2 separate regions of the Ovis aries genome follow, and region 1 is linked to region 2. A link is a contact called in public Hi-C data. All regions are on one chromosome and are shown on one strand. Each heading gives the region's core, a stretch centred on a gene start, on an enhancer-like site or on the middle of the called end of the contact. The rest is flanking DNA. Distances are from core to core; before and after follow the strand shown.

Region 1 (6,289 bases), core at 2,790-5,289, 190 kb after region 2:
AGCTTTGAGAAAGAAAATAGGCTACATATAAACGATTAACAATCACCAAGCTCTCAACTTCCCAATGGGCACAGTGACAATGAAGAAATGTCTTATAAAATATCGAGGTAATATGATTTCATCTTGAAATTTTATTCCTAAGCTAACAATCAAAGGTGATATATATATTACCACTTTTAATATATATATATATATATATGCGCCTCTGCTCAGCTGTGCAGTTGGTCTGACTCTTTGCGACCCCATGGACTGCAGCCCTCCAGGCTCCTCTGTCCATAGGATTTCCCAGGCAAGAACACTGGAGTGGGCTGCCATTTCCTCCTCCAAGGGATCTTCCTGATGCAGGGATCAAACCAGGCTCCAGTGGCTCTTGCCTCGGCAGGCGGATTCTTTATCACTGTGCCACCTGGGAAGACACACACGCACACACGTGTGCAAGCGTGTGTGTGTGTGTGTGTATTGTTGTTGTTTAGTTGCTAAGTTGTGTCCAACTCTTTTGGGACCCCGTGGACAGTAGCCTGCCAGGCTTCTCTGTCCATGGGATTCCCCAGACTAAATATATATATATTTTAGTAACACCAATGTGTACAACTAAAGATAATATTTTTTTCTATCTTCCATGCGGCCAGCATGTGTCACAGTCTAGCCAAGAAAAAAATCTGCTACAAAGGTTTCTGGAAATAGTCTTATCTTCCCAATAAAATAGATTTAGCGACTCTGTTTTTTGCCTCTTCTGCCTTATTGCTGCCTAGAATGCAGATATAATGCCAAAATGTACAGCAGCCATCATGGGAGCATGAGGTACTAGCCAAAAAAGCAAAGGCCAACATGTAAGTGCGGCAGGCCAAGCAAGAGCAACGGCTCAGGTCCCTGATGAGACAGAGATGAAGGGAAATCACAGAACATGGTGTGGCATGATCAGAAGCAATATTTGCTTAGCGGTGCAAACATGAACGGTGTTTGTTCAAATGGTGGCAATATTAGATTGGGAAGTTGGAAAGAAGAGAAGCCCGTGAGGCTGGAGTAGAGATAGCAGAGGGTGGGGGTGGGGGAAGGTAAGAAAGCAGATAACAGGAAAACAGGCGATAGGTTATCCAGAGGTTTGGATTTTCTTAAGAACCATAGAAAGCCACTGGAGAGTTTTAAACAGGAAACCAGCACAATCCAACTCATGATTGAAATAGATGACTTTGGCCGTGGCGCTGGGAAGAGAGCTTTGAGCAGGGACAGAAGGAGAAGCCAGCAGACGGGTTAGGAGGTGACGACGCTCGGGATGTGAGCCTCCACAGAAGACGTCAAAAGAAGGGAGAAATGGCACCCAAAGCTGGGGAGGGCCTCTTGAAATGGGGGGGGGGCGGTGCGGGTGGACATGGGTAGATGGAAACACACCTTGTAGGTTGGTGGCTTATGGAGGAACAGGCACAGACTCAGGATGACCTACGTGTTTGCATGGCATCTGGAAAAGGCAAGGGGCATTATTACTGAGTTGGGAAGATAGGGGCAGGCGGTGGAGAGTGTCTAGGGTTCTGTTTTGGACCTGTTAAGGCTTGCCCGGTGGCTCAGCTGTAAAGAATCCACCTTCAATGCAGGAGACTTGAAGGAGATTCGGGGTCCATCCCTGGGTCAGGAAGATTCCCTGGGGGAGTAGATAGCAACCCACTCCAGTATACTTGCCTAGAGAATCCCATGGACAGAGGAGCCTGGTGGGCTGCAGTCCATGGGATCTCGAAGGAGTCGGACATGACAGCAACTTAACAACAGCAACAATAAGGGCTGAGATGACCCCGAAGGGCACCACACAGGAGACTGTTCTGGGAGACACACAGAGAGAAACCCAAAATATGCCCCATCTTCAACAAGTGGTAACTCATCCCTCACTCTTGCCAACACAAAGAGACGTCTCATTACACATTTGGGTTTTTAAACAACCTCCATGCTCTGATTTGGTGCACCAACTAATTTAAGACTTGATACTGAGAACCCAAGGATAAACAAGCAGTGAATCTGGAGATATCTCAGCATGTAATCATTCTAAATGTTTCAGCTTAACTGGTTTTCTAGTGATAGTGTTACTCGCTCAGTCATGTTCCACTCTTTGCAACCCCATGTACTATAGCGCACCAGGCTCCTTTGTCCATGGAATTCTCGAGACAAGAATACTGGAGTTGGTTGCTATTCCCTTCTCCAGAGGATCTTCCCGACCCAGGGATCGAACCTGTGTCTCTTATGCCTCCTGCATTGGCAGGCGAGTTCTTTACCACTAGTGCCATCTGGGGAGCCCCGGGACCATTCTAAAGGTTTTGGTTTAATTGGTTTTCTATTCTGAGCCATAGCTATCCTAGGGAAAAACTCTCTCAACCAAAGCTGCAGCCATAAAATAATAAAAGTCCTTCCTCCATGAAATAATTTCCCATTATTAGCTTCACTTAGTAAACATTTTCCTCTTAAAAAAAAAAAAGCATTTATTGTACACGTTCAGTGGACTTCTGTTTATGTGTACAGAGTGTGTGCCAAGGCAAAGACCACCTCAGGCACACTCTCAGATTTTGTTTCAGTTTTTTCAAAAGTTCTTTCTCAATAAATATTCAAAAGGACCAATTTGTACAAAAGTCTTTCAAAACATTTTTGATGACTATTATTTTCACTTGCAGGTCAGAGAGTTATTCAACTAAACAGTCAGCAGTATTTTTTCTTGGCTATCTCATTGCTTCTTCCTTGCTTAGAGCAATCCTTTTATTTAATCATTAATTCCAAATTGGTCTTCATTGGCATGTGGGTTTTAATGAGAGCTGGGTTTTAGCCACATTACAGTAGATGCGGTGCAGGGGGAAGGTAGAGGGTATCCGTGGCAATGGCAAAACTAAACGTACCCTAAGATGCTAACGGTTCTTGATTGAGGCCAGTTGCTGAAAAAATAAATGCCTACGATACAGAACCATAGAAATTTGGAGCTGGAGATGAGGCAAGCCTTTCATCGCTAGGCCGACAGCGCCTCCAGTGGCAGAAAGACGGCGGTGGTGGGGACGGGGACCCGCAGAAACTTGCGAATTTTTAAAAAGGCACCTGCTGTTTGAGTTCTCATCGTGCAAAAAGATCCACAGGTGCCCTACTTTAACGGTAGACAACTGGGGGAAACCTAGATCTTTATAAAACGGCGACAACAGCCACACTTTAGCTTAGCTTGGAGTTAAGCTGTCGCTTTACACAAAGTTGATTTAACCGACTAGTTGGCAGAGAACGTGAGGGAGCGGCGGGAGACAGAAAGATTCTGCTCAGGTTTGGCCGCCGCGGACCACGGGGGAGCTATCCGGAGTCCGAAAAAAGAGGGAAAGAACATTAAAGAAGTGAGCACGAGAGTCCATTTTTTAAAAGTGGAGAGTGCCGTGGAAGGCGGCGGGCACACCTGTAGGCACCGAGGTGGCTCACCTGCGCGGTGACGGCGCGTCCCCCGCGCAGTGGATCCCAGGGGGAGGCAGGGGCGGACAGGGAACCTCAGGGAGAGGTGACCCGGAGTCAGAGATGGGGGTCGGGGGGTATTCATCAGGGACAGGGTGAGAGGACCCGCGCGCATCCTCCGGAGCGACACGTGTAACTGTCAAGGCGGAAAGACACCCTGGCAGATGAGCCCCGGGAGGGGAAGGCGCGCGAGCGGCCCCAAGGCTGTGCCCCCAGGCTCCGCGCGCAGGCGGCTTCGGGGCCCCAAGCCAGGGGTTCCCTCCTCCCCCTGGGAGCTGGCACCTGGGCGGTGGGTTGGGGGTGAGCGGCTGGGGTCCCCTCCGAGCCGGGTGCCCGAATCCTGGCGCTCCGCAGCCGAGTCCCCGCGAGCCGCCATGCGCCCCTGAGTGTCCCCCCCGCCCCAGAAGGGCGCGCGGAGCCCTGGGAGGACGGGTCCCCAGCGGGCTGGCGGGCGAGCCGCCGCCTGGGCTTGGCCACTTACCTCGGGCCGCGCACGGCGCCAGCAGAGCCCCGGCCAGGGCGAGCAGGAGGGCGCGGGCGGGGGGCGCGGGCGGCGGGCGCGCTGCCATCGTCGCCGGCCTTCGGTGCAGCGGCAGCTCTCGGGCTGGGCGGCGGGCGCTGCACCATCCCCCGCGGGCGCCGGGCAGGGGCCGGGCGTCGCGACCCGCGGGGACTTCCTGCCGCAGGGAGGCAGCTCCGAACCCCCTCGCGCAGCGCCCGGGCCGCGGAAGAGCTCGTCTAGGCTTTCATTTTTTTAAAAGAAAGTTTTCCCTTGGCGTGTGTGTGTGCGCGCGCGCGTGTGTGTGTGTGCGCGCGCGCGCTGTGCTGGCACGGGCCAAGCCTTGACCGTTGCAATAAATGAGCAAACTGTCCGAGTTGGCCCCGGGACGAGGAAGATCGTTAGGGCAAGGAGGCAGGCCTGTGAAATGGATCCACGGCCCGCAGTCACCGTTCTCCTGACCACGGAACAAATTATCGTCTCCCCCGCCCGCCGGCGGCGTCCCGCGGGTCCTAGAGACCGCTCGGGGTTCCCCCCCAACCCCCGCCCAGGGTCCCGCCCAGAGCCGGCGCTCGCCCACCCCCGGGGCGGCTCGGGGCAGGGCGCCTCCCGGGCCGCGCGCCCCGGCGGCGGCGGCGGCACAGACGTGGCTCGGTGGCGGCCGGGCGCAGGAGCGCACACACATCCCCGCCCCGGGGTGATGTGGCCGCGGGGCCCCGGGCGCCCGGCTGCCAAGAGCACACGCGGCGGCACGGTCCAGCTTTCCAGTCTGAGGCTGGAAATGATGACTCGGCTGCTCGCTCCAGGCCCGCCGGGAACCAGCGGAACGCGGGTAGCCGGTCTGAAAGGCTGTCCGCCGCTCCCCAGCTGGGCCGGTCCCGTAAGTTCCCAAACGGGGACATCTCCTGCCGGAGACTGAATTTGGACTTGAAGACACGCGACTTCTGGGCATGCTGCTTTTGAGGCGTTGCTTTAGGTTTTACCATCATAGATTGGCATGGACCACCCCTCCCCCGCCCCCTCCTGCCAAAGGAAAGGTGCACAGCAATGTTTCCCAAAGTTTCCTGATGTAAGAAGCGACTGGGTTTGTCTGTCAAAAGTACTGATTCCTGGGTGCCCTCCCACGCCCTTGAAATGACGCTATCCAGCCAGGGAGCACCGGGTGTTTGGGAAACAGCAGTGAGATGAAGGAGACTTGCTTCCAGTCTGAGCTCTTGGCAGTCTCCTTCTCTTCTGCCTCCATGACCTCAAAGAGCACAGTATCAGTGTTTATTAAGGCAGGGCTTGCCTTCTCCTAGACCATGGGACCAGCAAGGAGAGGGCTACGCAGACTGAAGGAGCTGGGGCATCAAGATGGGTGCCCACCACCTGTGGAACCACCGAGATCCCTAATCTTGACCACCTATTAGAACCCTAAGGACTAAGGGGTTAATAACACCCCCACCCAGATTATTCAGCATCTCCAGCCATGGATGGAGCCTGAAGTGTTAGTCGCACAGGCTTGCCCAACTCTTTGCAACCCCATGGACTGTAGCCTGCCAGCCTCCTCTGTCCAGGGAATTCCCCAGGCAAAATGCATACTGGAGTGGGTAGCCATTCCCTTCTCCAGGGGATCTTCCTCATCAGGGATCGAACCCAGGTCTCCCCAGTTTGGGGCAGATTTTTTTTTTTTTAACCATCTGAGCCACCAGGGAAGCCTGGATGGAGGCTGAGAAGTTTCTGAAGCCCCAGGTGATTCCACTGTGCAGCCCAGAGGGAGAACCAGGCACAAAAACCTGTCCTGTGACCTCCCACCAATTTCTGACCAAGCTTCATTCCTAGAGGCATTTAGCCAGTATTTGAGAAAATGCCATTCCTCACCAGCTCTTTTTACAGGAAAGTGGCTTTCCTCCTATTTCCCTCCCACCCCTAGGTTTCTGCCATGTTCCTAAGAACCAGGTCAACTCCTCTAGACAACGTTCAGGCCTTTTATTTAAAAAAAAAAAACAAAAAAAACCCAAAAGCCAGAAGCACTGGCCCCAGGACGCCCTCCTCAGCTCCAAGGCATCTCAACACTCTGTCTGGAAGCCAGGCCTGGGTCCAAGCCCCAGTTTCAATCCAGCCCCACTACTCACCCCTCTGTCCTTTGTACTTTCATTCTCTCCGTTAGCAATTAGCAATGCTTTGTTGAGGACTTGGGAAACCAACGAGAAACGCCTCTTGCTTTCCAAGACTCCTCTGTCTACTCGGACAAACTGATCAATCCCGGCGATTGAATGGGGTGAGCTGGTAGGTTGTTTGTTGACTACTGCATTATTAATTACATACCTGATATAATCAGAGTATTGTGCTAAA
Region 2 (5,984 bases), core at 3,457-5,956:
CATTAAACCAGGGTCGGGCCTATGGTTGGCACACCCAGAAGTTAGCCCTGCTGACAAGTTTATCTTATCTATAACAACAGATCTCAGTAAATCTTTTCTGTAAATGGCCAGATAGGCAGTATGTGAGGTTTTGCAGGTCACAGAGTCTTTGTCACGACTGCGCCACTTGCCCTGAGTAGTATCAGATCAGTCACAGTCAGTATATAAGCGAATGGACATGGCTGGATTTCAACAAAACAGTAAGGATTCCTTAAAGATCTAAAAACAGAGTTACCACATGATCCTCCAGTCCTGGGCATATATCAGGATAAACTCTAATTCGAAAAGACTCATGTACCCCAATGTTCATAGCAGCACTATTTGCAAGAGCAAAGATATGGAAACAACCCAACGTCCATCAGCAGACAAATGGATAAAGATCCAGTACATATATACAATGGAATATTACTCATCCCTAAAAAGAGTGAAATAATGCCAGCTGCAGCAACACGGATGGACCTAGAGGTTACCATATTAAGCGAGGTAAGTCAGAGAAAGACAAATACCAAATAATATACTTACATATGGAATCTAAAACAGTGATGCCAATAAACCCTATTTTCAAAACAGAAACAGGCTCACAGACATAGAAAACAAACTTATGATTACCAAAGGGGAGAGTGTGGGGGGAGGGAGAGATTAGGAGTTTCGGACTAACATATAAACACTACTATATCACCCTGCTTATTTAACTTATATGCAGAGTACATCATGAGAAATGCTGGGCTGGAGGAAGCACAAGCGGGAATCAAGATTGCTGGGAGAAATATCAATAACCTCAGATATGCAGATGATACCACCCTTATGGCAGAAAGTGAAGAGGAACTAAAAAGCCTCTTGAGGAAAGTGAAAGAGGAGAGTGAAAAAGTTGGCTTAAAGCTCAACGTTCAGAAAACAAAGATCATGGCATCTGGTCCCATCACTTCATGGGAAATAGATGGGAAACAGTGTCAGACTTTATTTTTGGGGGCTCCAAAATCACTGCAGTTGGTGACTGCAGTCATGAAATTAAAAGACACTTACTCCTTGGAAGGAAAGTTATGACCAATCTAGATAGCATATTAAAAAGCAGAGATATTACTTTGCCAACAAAGGTCCATCTAGTCAAGGCTATAGTTTTTCCAGTGGTCAGGTATGGATGTGAGAGTCGAACTGTGAAGAAAGCTGAGTGCAGAAGAATTGATGCTTTTGAACTGTGGTGCTAGAGAAGACTCTTGCGACTCCCTTGGACTGCAAGGAGATCCAACCAGTCCATCCTAAAGGAGATCAGTCCTGGGTGTTCATTGGAAGGACTGATGCTGAAACTCCAATACTTTGGCCACCTCATGCAAAGAGTTGACTCATTGGAAAAGACCCTGATGCTGGGAAAGATTGAGGGCAGGAGGAGAAGGGGACAACAGAGGATGAGATGGCTGGATGGCATCACCGACTTGATGCACATGAGTTTGGGTGAACTCCGGGTGTTGGTGATGGACAGGGAGGCCTGGCGTGCTGCGATCCATGGGGTTGCAAAGAGTCGGACACGACTGAGTGACTGAACTGAACTGAACTGAATTGATATATAAAATAGGTAAACAACAAGGACCTAATGTATAGCACATGGGACTATACTGATTACCCTATAATAACTGATAATGGAAAAGAATCTGAAAATTAATGTATATATATGTATATATATACTGAATCGCTTTACTGTACACTTAGAACTAAGACAACATGGTAAATTAACAACAACAAAACTTTTAACCAGTGAATTTGGCCATGGGGTCCTTGCTGGCCAGCCACTGATGCAGAGCCGAACCTCCTCATCGTGAATGTGCGCGGGGATCGCTGAGCATCCTGTGAGAATGGCTGCAGCGGTATAGAGTGTCACTGTCATCCAATACGCCTGGACAAGCCCCTTGGAAGGAGTCCGAATTCCATGAAGACAGAAGATGGGTGGCCTGTTTCACTCACCACCACTGGATAACCAGCGCCTAGTATGGTACCTCGTACGGTTAAATATCTGTTCAGAAATATAAATGAATCACAGTGACTCCATAAGCATTTCTAATTGAATGCACTAGGATGCAAGCTCACAACAGATAGGAGCTATTTCTTATACCTCTGGTATCTTCCAGGCTTCCTAGGAAAAAGCCTCTGTATTACTTTAAATAAATGCTTGTTGAATATTTTTTAGATGTATCTGATCCAGATTCTGTGTTAACACTTTCGCCACCTTTGCTCGACTGCTGCTGCTGCTAAGTCGCTTCAGTCGTGTCCGACTCTGTGCGACCCCACAGACGGCAGCCCACCAGGCTCCCCCGTCCCTGGGATCCTCCAGGCAAGAACACTGGAGTGGGTTGCCATTTCCTTCTCCAATGCATGAAAGTGAAAAGTGAAAGTGAAGTCTTTCAGTCGTGTCCGACTCTCAGCGACCCCGTGGACTGCAGCCCACCAGGCCCTCTGTCCATGGGATCTTCCGGGCAGGAGAACTGGAGTGGGTGCCATCGCCTTCTTCACACCTTTGCTCTAGCCATCCTTTTTCCCTCTTCCGGCCATCAGTCTTTCCCTCTTCTGCTGGTAACATAACCCACACTCCTATGTACGCTCTGGACTAAGCGGATTAAGTAGGTCTGACCCTACTCGTCGTTAAAAGAATTGGCATGAAAACCAAGCTGGTCCAGAGTAGCCCAGGTTTCCTGGTTCAGAGACAAGCACAGGATAAGAGCCAGGCCAAGTGAACCCCACTGCAAGCCTTTGCTGTCGGCTTCTAGGGAAGATGGTGTCGTTCATTTGCCTTTCATTCGGTCTCCAAAGCTGAGACTTTGAGTCTGAGAAGACCAATGGCCTTCGTGACCTTCGTGGCAAGAGAGCCTGTCCAGGAGACAGCCAGAGAATCAGGAACCTGGTAATACTCTGAGCGCTTGGTTCCTGAAGCAAGTCGTACCTTGCTTCCCAGCTACGTGGTGCGAGAACTTTTCTTTTCTCTCTTTTTTTTTAAAGAGGGTTGAGATAGTCACTTACAACCAGAAAACTTCTGACTCCATAGGAAAAAAACACCTCTATGTGCTTTGAGCCAAATTTCTTTCTCTTAAAATGAGTTTAGTTACAAGAACCCAGTTTATATAGGATGGGTAAAGGTTTAACTTAATGTTAGTAAAAGCCGTAAAACCTGTAGTGAATGAGACCACCCACATCCATTGACATGATTACCATTTCCTGAAGCTAGGTGAATCCATACATTCAGGATCAGTATATTTGCTCAACATGTCTTTCACACAGAAAGTCCTTTTGCAAGAGACAGGCATCCACAGATCAAGTAAATACCTGGTATGGGGTAGGTGAGATGCAAACTCACGCTGTATTTTCCGGAAATGAAGACAAAATCCAGGTTGGGAGAGCCTGTCTCAGATTTTGTCAACTCCTTGTATCTGCCCTCCCATCACGTTACTACTCTCTGTGGCAGTCCTGGAGAGTACACAAGATATTACTCCTGGGATATGCTGATTATTACTGGGAAATGCTGATCAGTGTTTTATGGTAATATTCTTTTTTATTGTGGTTGATGCTTTTAAAAAAATTGAGATAGTCTGGTCACCAGATGATCGGTTTTATGAACAATAAATTCTCTGGGATCTGGGTAAATTCCAATAATGTACACTAATACATAAACTCATACACTTTGAAAAAAAAACAATAACACATCATAGTCTAAAAATCTTTTGGGGAATGCTATAATCCAGCCTTCCCAGCAAGGCTTCATGAGTCTGGAGAAATGCCTTTTTTTTTTCCCCCAGCAGCATTGGAACACATTACCTTGAATACAGCAAAGCTGGGTCTCAACTGATCTCACATAACTGGACCTCAGAAACCTCTGACAGCATGTTGTTGTTAAATTATCAGGGAAAACAGACTGTGAGAAAACAAGGTCGCCCTGCAAGTTAAGACCACTGGTCTCTGGAACTAGTCCATGGACACTGAATTTCTTTGTTACCTCTTTCAAAGCATACTTGCCATAAACACTGGAGATGCTGACCCTAACAGATTCCGAGACCCTAAATTCCAAACTGCAACATGTCGTTAAATTACATTCAGCTGGGACAGTCTCCTACCTAGTCTCGGGATAAGGACTAATTCAACTTTGAAAAGATTTTTCAAACACAGACATTAAAGGAAGAGTTGACTCCTTAACATTCAACCAGGGAATTAAGTTAATCACAACATCACACACAAATAAAGAGAAACATTCTTGTGCTTCCAGAACACGTGTATTCATACCAAATATTGACAAAGACGCCAATTGTCTCCTGTCAGAAAATACTGTTTTCTATTACAGAATGTTTGTCTGTATCTGCTAAGACCAAATACTAGATAATGACCAGATTATCTGGCTAATACCCCCATTTAAAGAAAATTTAAAAAGCAAGAACCATGTTCAATTCTAAGTGTGTTACAGATGGGGATTCACTTTCTCCTGAAGGTTTTACAAGTCTCTGCAGATAGGAAAAGAAGGGAAACAAGATTAAGAACATGAGCTGGGAGCCACTTGAGAAGGCCCTTTTGTGACCTTGAATTAGACAGCTTGGAGAAAGAGAGGTGTGGGGACAAGGACACCGGAAGAGGAGAGGGGGCGAGTGAGCCTCTTTCCCTGCAGAAGGGAGCACTGCATGAGTTCAAGAATAGCAGAGCTGACATTCTTTCGATTTCCTAAGAAACAATGACACATTATGGCTTCTAATCCAAACCATGTTACAGCACAGATTATGCCAATTATCATAACTCAGTTTGAGGTCAGATATTTTATTGTGAAACAATATTACCATGATCACTTAAGAGACAATTCTCAAAGAAGAGATCAATGCACAGCTGTGCACTTGAGATATAATTTTCTCAGATTTGAGATGCTATTGATATTGAGAATTTTTTCCAGGCTCCTGTCCACCACTAATAAACTCAACATAAAATATGATTGCTTCCACACTAATAATACTGACTCACATAGCAACTAGTTACTAAAATATAATTTTTTATGGCTTGCTAACATTTTTGTAAAACTTTCAAAGTTTACATTACTCTAGATTATTTACTGATAAGAAGATTAAAAGTGCTGTTATTGAAATGGTTACTCAAACACCCATATTTTTCCAGATTCTTGGTTCACTCATCTCCTTATCATCATCCCTCAGGAATTAAAGATTAAATTTCAGAATATCTTGTTAGATAAGAATACAAAAACATACAGAAACCTTTACATGTTTTAATATGAATAACACTAAAAGGAAAAATCGTGGATAGCTGGTCTTCCAAGTAACTAACGTATTTCAATTTCTCTGTAAATTTTTCCTGATAGTGTATTTTAAAATAAAGCAAGCTGCTATTCACATAATTGCATCTTGTGGGTGAGATTATGTAGGTCTGCAAATTTTGTGCTTCTTGGTATGTTGCTCTAATGGAGAAATACTTCTAGTGACAAAGATAAGGGAAGGAAATCCTTGGAGAATTTCAAGAAGCTGCCATAAAACTTCCCTCACTTTATTTAAATTTTTATTTTTGAAAGACTTTTTTTGATGTGGACCATTTTTAAAGTCTCTATTGAATTTATTACAGTGTTGCATCTGGGATTTTTTAAAAAATGTTTTTTGGTTGTTTTGGCATGAGGCATGTGGGATCTTTGTGCCCCAACCGGGGACTGAACCCTCACCCCTTGCATAGAAGGCAAAGTTTTAAGCACTGAACCACCAGGAAAGTTCCAAAGTTCCTTACTTTAAGTCACTGGTGCTCAGTTGGGAGTGATTTTGCCCCACAGACAGCAATGGAAATGCAGCTGACCCTTAAATAACATGAGTTTGAGCTGTGGATCCACTTATATGTGGATTCTTTTCCAGTAAATATGGACCATGGTACTGTAAGATCCACAGGTGGTTAAATCCGAAGACACACAATCATGGATTTAGTTGTTGTTC

The links. A called contact is a pair of places that touch in the nucleus more often than the background predicts.
Region 1: a Hi-C map of hypothalamus shows a contact between it and region 2, with 3 times the contacts expected there. The contact joins the promoter of ADAM12 here to the enhancer-like site in region 2. A contact is called at or near these places in 2 of 16 Hi-C or Micro-C datasets (hypothalamus and liver).

What each region holds. Positions count from the first base shown.
Region 1 is chr22:45,386,942-45,393,230 of ARS-UI_Ramb_v3.0, forward strand. It overlaps ADAM12 (ADAM metallopeptidase domain 12), which reads right to left and starts at 4,040. Exons shown (of 23, transcript XM_027960492.2): 1 at 3,938-4,040. The coding sequence starts at 4,025.
Region 2 is chr22:45,198,000-45,203,983 of ARS-UI_Ramb_v3.0, forward strand. The region is part of intron 3 of ADAM12 (ADAM metallopeptidase domain 12); the gene reads right to left. Among named protein-coding and RNA genes, the nearest start is that of ADAM12, 190 kb to the right of the region's middle. Within about 2 kb of position 4,707, at least 2 of the 54 cell types and tissues checked have an H3K27ac peak or open chromatin away from gene starts, as enhancers often do. A contact at or near this core is called in hypothalamus, where this site is marked.